3 separate regions of the Gasterosteus aculeatus genome follow, and regions 1 and 2 are each linked to region 3. Evidence: chromatin contacts called from public Hi-C data. All regions are on one chromosome and are shown on one strand. The core of a region is the stretch at or near the end of the contact, and the rest is flanking DNA. Distances in the headings are between cores, read along the strand shown. Region 1 holds the start of gpr20 (G protein-coupled receptor 20). Region 2 holds the start of LOC120810034 (DENN domain-containing protein 3). Region 3 holds the start of galnt1 (UDP-N-acetyl-alpha-D-galactosamine:polypeptide N-acetylgalactosaminyltransferase 1).

What was found. Hi-C and Micro-C count contacts between places; a contact is called where the count stands out from the background.
Region 1: a Hi-C map of skeletal muscle shows a contact between it and region 3, with 2.4 times the contacts expected there. The contact joins the promoter of gpr20 here to the promoter of galnt1 in region 3. A contact is called at or near these places in 5 of 6 Hi-C or Micro-C datasets (liver, skeletal muscle, tail fin and 1 more).
Region 2: a contact with region 3 is called in a Hi-C map of skeletal muscle, with 4 times the contacts expected there. The contact joins the promoter of LOC120810034 here to the promoter of galnt1 in region 3. A contact is called at or near these places in 2 of 6 Hi-C or Micro-C datasets (skeletal muscle and whole body).

What each region holds. Positions count from the first base shown.
Region 1 is chr20:9,706,368-9,710,485 of fGasAcu3.hap1.1, reverse strand. gpr20 (G protein-coupled receptor 20) reads right to left here and starts at 1,898. Exons shown (of 7, transcript XM_078095082.1): 1 at 1,406-1,898.
Region 2 is chr20:9,725,994-9,730,003 of fGasAcu3.hap1.1, reverse strand. It overlaps LOC120810034 (DENN domain-containing protein 3), which reads right to left and starts at 2,066. Exons shown (of 28, transcript XM_040164245.2): 1 at 1,980-2,066; 2 at 1,075-1,229; 3 at 311-500; 4 at 51-122. The coding sequence starts at 1,158. It overlaps LOC120810972 (solute carrier family 45 member 4), which reads right to left. Exons shown (of 13, transcript XM_040166024.2): 13 at 3,565-4,010.
Region 3 is chr20:9,568,995-9,573,139 of fGasAcu3.hap1.1, reverse strand. galnt1 (UDP-N-acetyl-alpha-D-galactosamine:polypeptide N-acetylgalactosaminyltransferase 1) reads left to right here and starts at 1,953. Exons shown (of 14, transcript XM_040165994.2): 1 at 1,953-2,444.

The DNA.
Region 1 (4,118 bases), core at 649-3,148, 140 kb before region 3:
GAGATGGATCCCCAAAACAGAACCTTTTGAGCAGTATTTATAGCATGCAGGCCATCTGGCTACATAAGCCGCAGTTCTTCTTTTCATCCAACTACGTCACGACAAATGACAGCGCTGAGTCTGTGTGTTTAGTAGCAAAATGAATAATGTGAGTCGGTCATCTTCTACCCTGCCCCCGTCAATCGCAGGGCCGACGTAGAGACAAACAACATTTCACTCTCCCAGTCATGCAGCTACAGGTAGTTTTAGAGTCACCAATTATCCAACCCTGGTTGTCTTTTGGACTGTGGGAGAAAGCCGGAGTACCCAGAGAGAAGCCCAGAGACGCCACGCCAACTCCACCCAGAAAGGTTTAAACTCAGGCTGTTTTTGTTACGAGGCTAAATTGCTAACCACCACATCAACGTGCTGCTCCTGTGTAATAATGTTAAGATGCTAAACTAAAACTTGTTAGCATTTTGCTCACAGCACGATACCTATTTAGAGCTTTAAAAGAAAGCTAGCCAGGCTGTTTATCTACCACGGCTTCATTCCTGCAGTAAAGCTAAAATAAGAATAAAAGAAACAATGAAGCCCATAGTTGTCCACCATTTGTTCTATATTGTAAAGTTGATAATTTGGCCTAAACACTAGCGAGTGTTATTAATTTGTGGTAAAACGATAAACCCCCAAATGCAAATCCAAAATGAAATGTTAATAGCAGCTGTAGGATTTGCTAAACTGTCATCAGAGGCAATAATTGAAAAGAGATGGAATATCTCACACGTTTTTGTTTGAGCACATACTAATAATATGACAGTAATCTAATGCATCACTGCTGCCATGCCATTGTTGCTTTTCCTTTTTCGACATCAAAGACTCTGGTGATGCAATGACTGTAAAGTGATACTGAGAGGAGAGCATTGGGGCCCAGAGGCAGATCACAAATAACACTGTCCAAATAAATTCCAACAGCGTGGGAGTCCCGTTGATGTGTGTGTGAAAGAGAGGTTCATAAAGAAAGGGAGAGACACAGGATGGGGTAGTAGAAAACAGATCTCACGCTGTCCTGCATCAAATTAGAGCTTCATAGAAAGCTCCTCAAGGAAAACGGAACAATTTTAGTGATGGATGTACGTGCACATGCAATAAAGGTTCACAGGGGTCTTTCCATGTACTCGTATTGTTACAGTTAATAACGTTCTCTGAGATGGTGTATGATTGTAACTTTTTAGAAAATGTAAAATTCCATTGTGGATAATACTGCTTGCAGTGTTTTCAATGTAAGACTTTTATTGTACATTGGATGCACAAGGACAACATTTTTAATTTTACTTTCCTATTAGTCTGCTTGAACTGAGACAGATCTGATTTACTTACAAAATACTTTGTGTAAACAGTTTATTTACTCCTGAAGACAACTTACCTTTAGAGAAAAAAGAGAGACTAACCAGTCAAACCAGTAGACCAACTCCAGTGAAGTCAAATCTCTGTCTGGTGAAGCTGATGTGTCCTCATGTCTTCTCCGAAGCAGAGATGCTTTGAACTCTCCGTGACCTTTGCACCTTTGAATCGTCTCCAAACATCCAGTTACATTCGTTACTTTTCTGGAACAGCTTCAGCAGTTCAGTGAGGAATTAAATGCTCCTGTCTTGTTGGTGTCGTGTCTCAGACTCCTTGAATCATGCAGGTTGGCTGTAGTGATCAACACACTCGGATGTGTGCAGCCCCGTCATTTCTGTCACTCTGACAGCCTCCCCACAGTCACTCAGTGTGTTCGTTTCTTTAACTGTTGCTCGTCTTACTTCTTTCCATGTGTCTTTTTCTCTTCTTCTCTGGGATTTCTTTCGCTGTAGGCATCATTATCAGTCTCTCTCTTGAATGACTCCGTCTGTCTACTTCCCTCCCTCTCAATCTAAATCTTCCCTCCGTTTGGTCTTTGGACAGGAAGTCTCAGTGTGTGTTTACATTCGGCCTGGACACTCACGTGTCTGCATATCTACACACACACACCACAGTGCACACACTATAGATGTCTTAGTGCACACAACATGAACGACACATAGCTTCAGAAGTGCCATACTGGTCCAGAAAAGTTCCGGTTATGGATGTAAATAAAAAAATGGAAATGGTTACGTAACAAATAATGTGGTGGACATTGCATAACGTAGTAACAGAGAAGTAACATTAAAGGTAAAACATCAAGGAGATGGTGAAAAGACTACGGTTTAACTGTGCAATGATGTATTTAGGAAATTAGAATATAACACCATGAGATGTAAATACTACCACTAAATAGTACGAAGACAACTTTTGGCTTAAAGTGGTTCAAAAAAGCAGAAGAAATCATTTGTAAAAAATCACCTGCATGTTGTTGCACCCACACATTTCTTCATTTATGATATAAAATAACAGTAGTTCCAACTAGAAAATTAGGGATTTGGCAAAACCCAATAAATATAAATGATGGGTGGGTGATTTATGGCACCGAACTGTAAGGCGACGACAGAAAGCGCTGATAGGTCAAAAACTCAAAACACAAAGTCCTGTAATTACTTCCTTTAACAATCTCTGCAAACATGACCCCAATTGTTCTGCATAACAAAAAGCAGATCTGAATCCTATTCATAGAGGTAAAGTGGATGGCAACCTAGGTCTGGTGTTTTAGTTATTGTGCCTAAATTATTATTTTATGTGTATTTGCAATCGCAAAATATGTATGAAAAGCAAAATATCATTTCAGAAATCCGGTTTTGTAAGAAGTTTGTCTCATTTGACGCGCTAATGTTTTGTTTATCACCTACATACTTGAATCTATAAGTACAAAAAAGCCCGTCCATAATGTTGTATTCAGATGTACGGTTGTCAAATGTCTCATTCCAACGTGTCCCTGGATGCTCCATCCATCTTACAGAATGAGGCAGGCTTGTGTCTCCTGGCTTCCTGTCAAGAGGATCATCATCACTCACAGCTTTTCAACTTTTCCCGGAAACATCCGGAATAACGGATGTCAGGAGAAGAGCCATGGATCAACATGTTACTGGCGACGAGCGCGAAGAGAAGGTGAGGGATGGGGACGGAGAGGAAAGAAGGGGGAGCGGGAGAGCGAGAGGAGTGAAATAGTTTTCCTTCGATTAAGGCAAAGATTGGACGACAGAGTGATTACAGCGCGTCTGTCGCAACGTAAAGGTGTTTAGATGACGGATCTTTATATGACCTGTTTGCGCGCGTGGATGTACAGAGAAAGCAGCATAAAAAAGGTGTGACTCAATACAACAAGGGGAACTGGAAAGCTTTATTTATGGCGGGAACCTTCCACATTTTGAGGAATGATGAGAGATGAGGATGGAGGAATTAGTAGCGGTTATGAAGACAGATGTGAGCAATCAATTGCTAAAGCATTCGACTGCTAAATAATTGCACATCTTCCTCTTGGTAGAACCACTGCTTGCCCACCACATCTCTTGTAAGCCACTACCCGCCACTTCAAATGCTGCTTCTGGGGGGTTTTGCAACGAAAACCTCCTCGTTATCGCATAGGAGGTCAACAATTTCTATTCCAGACAATAAGCGGTGATGCTTTTATTTCCAGCGAGTCCCTACATGTGCACATATTCCAGACTGAACCTCTGAAACAGTCGGTCAAGTCCTTTTTTTGGAGATGATTTAGTCCTAATTCTTCGAATTAAACCAAAAGTCAAAAAGGAGAAAATAAGGTGGTGCATTTTCTCTGTGGGCCGTTACTCTACATTGTATCGGGTATTTCTGCAAAGCCGCTTCTCTTGTCACATCGACACGCTAATCCTCACAGACAATTGTTTAACCAGATGTCACTCACAGGAGCACATACACCTCTACAGAAACTTTGTGAGACGCCTCAGACTTAGTGTTTAATTCACTGTCAATCTGACAAAATACAGGTTCACAGTCCCATCCTGTTCAGCTTCTGGATGAAAGATCACGCACACACAGCTCTGTGCTCCTGGCTGAGATTCCCAATAGAAAAGTCTTAAAATTATGTTTATTTCTTCAAGTTAGATATTAAGCAAGGTAGGTTATCCATCAAGATGAATCCAACAGCTAACTATTGATTTAAGTAATTTAAGGTTTGTTAAATGTCTGTGACTGAAACAAGAAAA
Region 2 (4,010 bases), core at 817-3,316, 160 kb before region 3:
CAATTGTGCAAGTTAAAAAATAAAATATCTCAATTGTGTGTAGGAAATACCTGGGAAGCAGAGCTGAGGTAGAGCCATGAGGTCAATGTCTTTAGGAACACTGAGGTCTTCACTTCCGCACGCTGAAATAATACAAAAGTAAATCAGGCAAATATCTGATCCTAATGATAACAAGGGTGAAATTAGGCCGACGACAAATCACAAAACTAAAGGGGAACAAAATGTTGGAGGCAGAAGTTTTTTATCTGAAAACTGAAGCCGGTTGCTGAGCAAGATGTGGATGGAAAGTACCAACAAACAGACAGCACACCTTGGATGGAAGTTGCTACAGCTGATGGAGGTTGTTCCCTTTTCCTCCAGAGAAAAGAGCGCCGCCTCCTCGCATGTGATCTCACTGCTTCACTCTCAGCTGGCGATCTGCTAACGAAGGGAGGCGCCAGGACATGCAGAACCTCCGGCTCCACCAGGAGGTGCTCTGGAGATCCATTTATGTTAATGGCCTAAGAGAGGGACGGCAATTATCTCATCGTAATTAGCTTTTCATCTACAGCACACATATTATACATGAATTCATGTGGCTTATTTAATTGAAGAGAGAAGGACATGCTGATTAATTGATCCCACTTCAATATTTGTGTTGCGTTTTCTCTCCCTTGCTCATTGCACAATTACTCAACGCCAAAGACGGTCTTCTTTGCAGAGTTGAAAAAAAATAATCGGCAAATTAAAATCTAGAGACAATTTTGCCTTCATTTTCAAACATTCTTTAGGGGGCATATTTTTCTCATTATTAGATACGGGGAGGAAGCCTGAAAGAGAGAGTTTTGAATCCAGACAACTGGTACCGTTTGATTGACTTTCCTAGTTAATGTAATAAAAGCATTTAAACATGGATATGCTCATCATACTGAAGAATCAAAACGAGCAAAACGTAACCTCCTGGTATAAAAAACATTCAAACAATGAAATGATTGAGGCTCTAAACACAAGTTATTCCCTCAATGACTACAACGGCACTAACAGTTTTCAGTTTACAGCCACGTGTGTGTATGATTTGCATTAGGAGGCGAGTACCTGGTAGACTTCTTGGAGTTTGTCGCTAGATGCTCCAAGGACCACACATGCTTCCAGCAGAACAGGAGGCGAATGGTCGGCCATCACTGGCACCAGCCCAGGATCCGGTTGGACCAGCAGAACGGGGTCAACTCAGACCTGCTGGGTCCCAACGACTGACAGAAACCAGGAGGAGCAGAGAGGGCAGTCGGACAGAGGAGGGGAAGAAAACGTGTTTTCTCATTTGCATGGGGGGAAAAAAATGCACGTATCGGCTAAATAAAGTCACATGACTGCTTGTTTTCCAACTCGGTATAAACGCCGCTGTTCTCATCAACAACAACTTCTAAAGGCTAAGTCACATTTTTCAGAGAAACAGTTCCTCTGTTATTACCGCGAAGAATCAGAGTTGAATTTGATTTGATCACATCAGATTAAACGATGCAATAATCTAATTTTCTAATCATGTTATAAGAATGTGGTCCACCGCTTTATTGAACATTTTTTAATACAGAAAAAGGACTGATTTAATGAAAGCAATTGATTTATATCCACAATTCAAATAAAGTGTCCTTAAAACTCAGCAGCAAAGTGTATTAACTGCAACATTTTCCGGGATCGTCTCACAATCCAGTGAAATACTTTAACTGAATCATAACCCATGATATTTGACAATTTAGTACACTGTGGTATTGGATTCCTGTGTGAATCAGTCTTTGGAACAAAATATAGTGTGCAGAGCAGAATAGGAAGATGCACACGCAAAGGCAGAGAAAATGAATGGGCCGTGCTTATAACATTTTAATATCATCATATGTGCATATACATGTTTTATCCTTATTTTAATGTTGAAGTTTTATTGGAATAGTTTCATCTTTGTAATTATTGGAATTGAATGATAACTAATCAAAGAATTCCAAGCATACCTGAAGTGCTGAATCATCCCTGCAGCGTTAGTGAAGGCGCACCAGCTGGCCTGCTGCTGATCATAATTCATATGATCCTGGATACACGGGGCACATTCCACATTAAGCCATGACGACACAGTAACCGTGTCACGTCTGCTTATATGACACAAACTCACAACAGATACAAAGTTTTTACGTCTACATTCTTTTTATCAGCTGCGAATCAAATCCAGAAAACTCAATCAAACAAGGTACTTATCTGGCGGTCATGAACAGTGGCTAATCTATTATAATGCATAAACATTTTATTATCATTATTGTTATTTAGAGGGCATGGTATCAAAAAAGTACAGAACAGGAAAACCGTTGAGTGATCCTGCTGTGAGCTGCATGACCCCTTCAGGCTGCAGCAGGTCTTTACTGCGAGGCCTTTATGGGCCAAAGCAACACTGTGTGCATAATGTGACACACTATTCTGTAGTCACCTTTATACACCTACAACTATACAACCAATGCAAGATACACTTTTAGCACGGACGTTAGAATTCATCAAAGTCTTACAACATACATTTACAATTAGGACTGTTTTATTGCGCCTGAGACTCGTGACACTGCGTCACAAGCTGCACGGATCAGATGATGTTTCCATTCTGTCGCCAACGACATTTTAAAGTCTTTTAAAGTCTTTAAAAGTTACGCCTTCTTCTTCCAGGTCACCAACCTCCTCACCGGCTCCTCGCTGATCCTCCTTCAGGTCCAATGACGGCACCCGCAGCTATGACATTGTAGCATTGATGATTTGGTGAAGCACAAAGCCTCATCATACAGAGCCTTCGTTTGTAGATTGAAACTATTTGATTACATTTAGTAAATTATTATATAGCGTATAACGTTTCTCTTAAGCCACCAGAAGGAACTGTATAGGTTTCTTTAGAATACTAAAAAGTGTGTAAATCAAGTTTATATAAAACTTGTTGTCTGCGTATTTCCACTTGCGTGGCACAGCAGCGAGCTTTAATACTCATGTACTTTAATGCAAGTCCCCATCCGTATTTCCAGAAAAAAAAATTATATATATATATATAAATTTTTTTATATATATACATATATAATGTAATGTCAATGTTTACTTCCTGTCAAGTGATACTGAGGGTCGTCGTGGCGCAGGGGTTGGAGAAGGTGTGCTGGGAAGCACAAGGTTGGTGGTTCGATTTCAGGCTGCCCCATGTTCTATGTCGAAGTGTCCCTGAGCAAGACACCTAACCCCTAATTGCTCCCCGGGCAAAAATGTGTAAAAGCCATGGGTTTAAAGTGTAATGTAAGTCGCTTTGGATAAAAGCGTCTGCTAAATGACCTGTAATGTAATACCTTGGTCTGTTCATTTTCTCACAGTAAACTGATCCTGTTGTAGTTACTCATACGAGCCTGAAGATGGTGCTAATTGCAAAGTGTAGTTGAGAGGATTTGTCTGTTATTTTATGGATAAAAACACAAATCAATACATTGAATGGGGCTCATTACTTACATTTAAATAATTTAACTCAGTTTTTTGTAATTATTGTAAAATGAGCAAAGACAGTGGTTAATTAAGACAATACATGCACACATTTGAAAATTGTATTTAAAAATAGACACAAGTGAAGATGCAATAATTTCAAATAAAAGAAATCCTTGTTCACATTGTACAAAATACTGTGCAGCAGAAAAAAGAACCAATGATCACTTAAAACACAGCAACAGTAGAGAATCATCATAAAGTATTTTTATAAAATCAATACTTTTTCCATTGACAAGGTGCCCAATATCTCATACTGGTTTCTAAAACGTCTTTTAGAAACATTTCAACTGGCTGAAGTATAAAATACTGTAACACAAGGAATCAACACTGGAAGAAAAAATAGGTCTTTGGTCCACCTGCATCTACTCGTGATAAAACTAGTGAAAAAAAATGTATGCGCCAACAGAGCACATCAAGGAATATTCCTTTTCTTTTATTTAATCAGTTATAATGAAAATAAAAGATTTTACAACTACTTCAAATAGCATGGA
Region 3 (4,145 bases), core at 704-3,203:
CAGTCAAGCCATGTAAACACTCTCCTGATGGACCACGTAGTAGACATCCTATTGTATTAATAGTGTCTACTAAATGAGAGCATCCGATTTGCCATAAACACTTCCTTGTAGTGAGACAACTTTCTTTTTCTCGACTTTTCATTTGCCAAATTGTGATGTTGAAGTTTCCCAATTAATTCACATTATGAAACCTTCTTTCATTATCAAAAATGTTTAAACAAATTACCTGACAAGAATTTGGTAAGATGAAGCACTTTGATTGATTAGGACAGATATATTCGGGACATACGATGGATGGATCCCTTAGAATCTGAAAAACAGCAATTATGTTAAATACAGCAGCCACATTTTTAAACAGTACACGGTGCAAAATAATGAAAGGTTGGAGCGTTGATAAGCCACGACATTTTTCTAAACGCACGCATAAACACAACGTGTCAGCATACTGAGAGGCTGAGAAACTGAGACCAACATAAATATGTTCACAAAAGTGAAAGCTCATTAAATCAGCTAATCTCATACTTCCCACTATGTTTACCCGAGCACATGCAGATTTGGCTTGGTAGAAAAGCATTAGAAAAGCAGTGTTTTACAAGGTTGATGAAGCTGAAGCTGTCTCTCTTTAACTGTTTTGTCTCGTTAACGTCTCATTGGTGAGACAAGGCAGACAGGAGGACAGACGGCACGATAAATGATGCTATGACTGTCTTCAACATTATTGATTATAATAATTGATCAAATTTACAAGTAACATTATATATTTTTCACTTGGGATTTTTTCTTATAGTGAGATATTACATGCTATGTATATAGAAATATTTTGTTATATTTAGGTTAAAAATACCTTTACGGCCTTTTCTACAGCAATAAAGTCTTAAAGATACGCTTCCACACATGAGGGAATGAGGCTCATGTTGTTGCTTGCTATCTGCAACCGTACCACTAGATGTCACTAAAGCACACACACTCCCTTTAAGCCAACAAAAAACATTTAACATCTGCATGACAAGATTCAGATGTTCAAGTGTATTTATTGGGAGGATAGAACAGGGTCAGCTCACATGTTTCAATCTTTGGTCCTAATACTTTTTCCAACAGAGCACTGCACATAGTGCATAGTCATACTGCACCTTCATTTACACTGTCTAAGTTATGTTCTTATATGTACATATATATATCTTTTTTTTACTTGGATATAATCATATGTATATCTCTATTAAACAGTTGTTAAACGTTTATTCCTACACCGGTTTTTCTTTTTGTGTTTTCCCTGTTTTTTTTAAATCTTTTTCTTGCTTTTGTAAAAAGAATCTGCATGTACAGTATGTGGAGAGCAAAGGATAAACCAAGTCAAATGAAATGTAAGCATGAGCATACGTTAACAACAAAGCTGATTCTGTTTCCCCTTGTAAAACAAATCATTTTGAAGAAGAAAAACAGTTACAGCAGTTTCAAACAAGTGTATTGAAATTCCTGTAGCATCTTCTCCTGTTTTTAATTATAATTTTTCAAGACAAACTAGGTATTTTAGCGATGGACACCATTGAGGTCTTTAAAACACTCGTACAGCCTTCTCACAAAGAAGTAAATTGCATGGACCATCATTTTCATTCATTTTACCCTTTAAGAGTTAATTTCTTAGATGTACTGCAAGGTTGTGTTGCAAAACTATTATGCAAATACTACTTTGACTGATAAAGTCAAACTTTGCAAACGAGCCTAGTTTAAAGCACTGTGTTACTTGTGGAATTTAAGCCACATCATTTTCATTGTCGCCAACTTTTCAGTATAAAGTCCTTTAATTACTGAAAACAATAATTAACAACAATGTTGTGTAATCGTTCTTGTTTGTTATTCACTGGCAAACAAACTCTGCACCTTGATGGACAGATCATTTGCATGCAGACGTAACATTTTGGGACAATGTAAAGTGGAATAGGACCAGATCAGATATGTGGTTATTCTTCCGGGTCGAGGTGGAGGAGGAGGGAGGGATGATGCTGCCTCTGCGCGCTCCGCACATCGGCAGCGGAGCTTCAGTCAGACGGACCCGACCCCGGGGAAAGGCAGGAGCACGTCCGCCCGCGCAGCGTCTCCCCCGGCTGAACCTTCATCACATTCATGCCCTTTTCAAATGGATGTCACCAGTTGTTCCGCCGGTTGCCCCGGGACAGCGGTCCTGTAGCCGCGTTCAACGTGAGAAAACGGCTCATCCCGGGCTTGTTTTTTTATTTTTTTTAGGCTTGTCTCGACGGCACGGAGAGGACCACACTCCCCCCTTCTGCCCCCTCCAACCATTCACCATCGTTAGCACGCTAAGCTAGCTAGCCCGCTAACTTAGCTGCGATACTTTGCACCGTATCGGCGGTCAGTTGCATTTTCCTTGGAGCTAACTTGAGGTCTCCTGCGCCACAGCGGGGAATTGAGTCGCCCTGACACTCTAGGTAAGCAAATAATATACGCGAGAGGAGGGGAGCAACAACACGTTTTGTTGTTTTTTTTCTTCTCTCCAGACGAACTCTGAAACCGAGGCTCTTTTTAGCCGTTATCTGGTCGCGGCGGACCGGCGCTGTGGAAGCTTCTCGCTTCGTGTTGACAGAAGAAGCAGAAGCGGCGGCCGCGATGCGACTCGCCGTTAAACAGCACACATTTTTTAAACGCGACAGTGGCCGTTCACGTCTCGGCCCTGACGTGTGAATTTCAATAAAATATTGCCTGCTTTTTTTGATACTAATACTACAAATAATGTACGTTCTCGTAAATACTTTCTAGCCGTCGTGTGTCCGGGTTTCCTCCTGCCGGGGTCAGGTAACGGAAAACGTTATCTCCCCCTCGCCGCAGTCCATTTTTTCTAACGGGTCTCTCCAAACGACTGGCCTAATGACCGGGATACTGCTGCAGAAGCAAAGTAAAGCACCCCATGTTTAAATGTGCTTACTATAATATACCATATAATGGCTTCTATAGTATGTGTACTCCTTCTGGTCGACGGTTCCTCATTTATCTCTCCGTGAACCTCGCCGTGCTTCTGTGTTGCACCACGGCCGCGAAAAATGAGCCGTTCCGTGGGAATCGAACCCGCGGCTCGGTGCTCGTTGTGTCTCCCGTGACCCGGTGGAGGTCAGATGATTTGGCTTAACTTGATGCATATAACGTTACAGGAGGTAAATAACCCGTAGCCGGATTGGACCGCCTTCCTTCTGTGTTGGGCTGCAGGTTTTGAGGCCCTGCGCCGTTGTTGAAAAGAGGTTAATCACGTCGCATGTAATTCAATCCCTAAGAGAGCCTTTTATAGGGTTTTGGTTGAAGCATCCGGCGCCTGACGCGCGTGAAAAAAGGACTCATTGAGTGAATTAAATGGGGTGAGGATGAGCGCGCGTGAGTGAGCATGCATTAACAATGCTGTAATTATCTCAAGAGATAAGAAAAAGGGATTCACTATCAATCCTGCAAGAGTCTGCAGTTGCGGAGCAGATGAAGATCTCGGATTGTCAGGGACTCAATTAAATGAATCCATCATGTTCTTTAAAGGGAGGGAAAAGAGGAGCATGTATTATTTAACGTGTGTGTGTGTGTGTGTGTAGCTGCAGGGAAGCTGTTATAGCTTTGTGCTACCTGTAGAATTGATCCCATGCTGCCTGCACATGAGAATACTGTATGTACAGCTCCGCTATGTGAAAGGAGCACTGACTCTGAGGTCAACATTCTGCGAAAATAAGAGGGTTTAAGCCTTGAATTCTGCACTACATGTAATTGCAAGTTCTCATTTTGGTTGATGTTGACATTCAGGAGCTTGCCTCAGAGCCGTATGGCTAAACTTGCCCTCAGTGGGGTAACGCATGACTGTCCAGCATTCAAAGGAAATGATTCATGTTCCTCATTTCAAGGCCGTGCAGTAGGCATGTGTTTCCTGCCTTGTGTGTGTGTGTGTGTGTGTGTGTGTGTGTGTGTGTGTGTGTGTGTGTGTGTGTGTGTGTGTTGACTGTGTGTTCAGGCCTCAGCAGATGTGCCTGCTGTTGTATATGGATCCTACTCTCCTGATACTGGCGAGTGAAGATTTGATTTTTTTTGGGGTTTGGGACAATATTTAGGACATGGATTTAGTTAGAAGCAAGTTTTCTGACAGTGGCCAAATTACCTTGGCT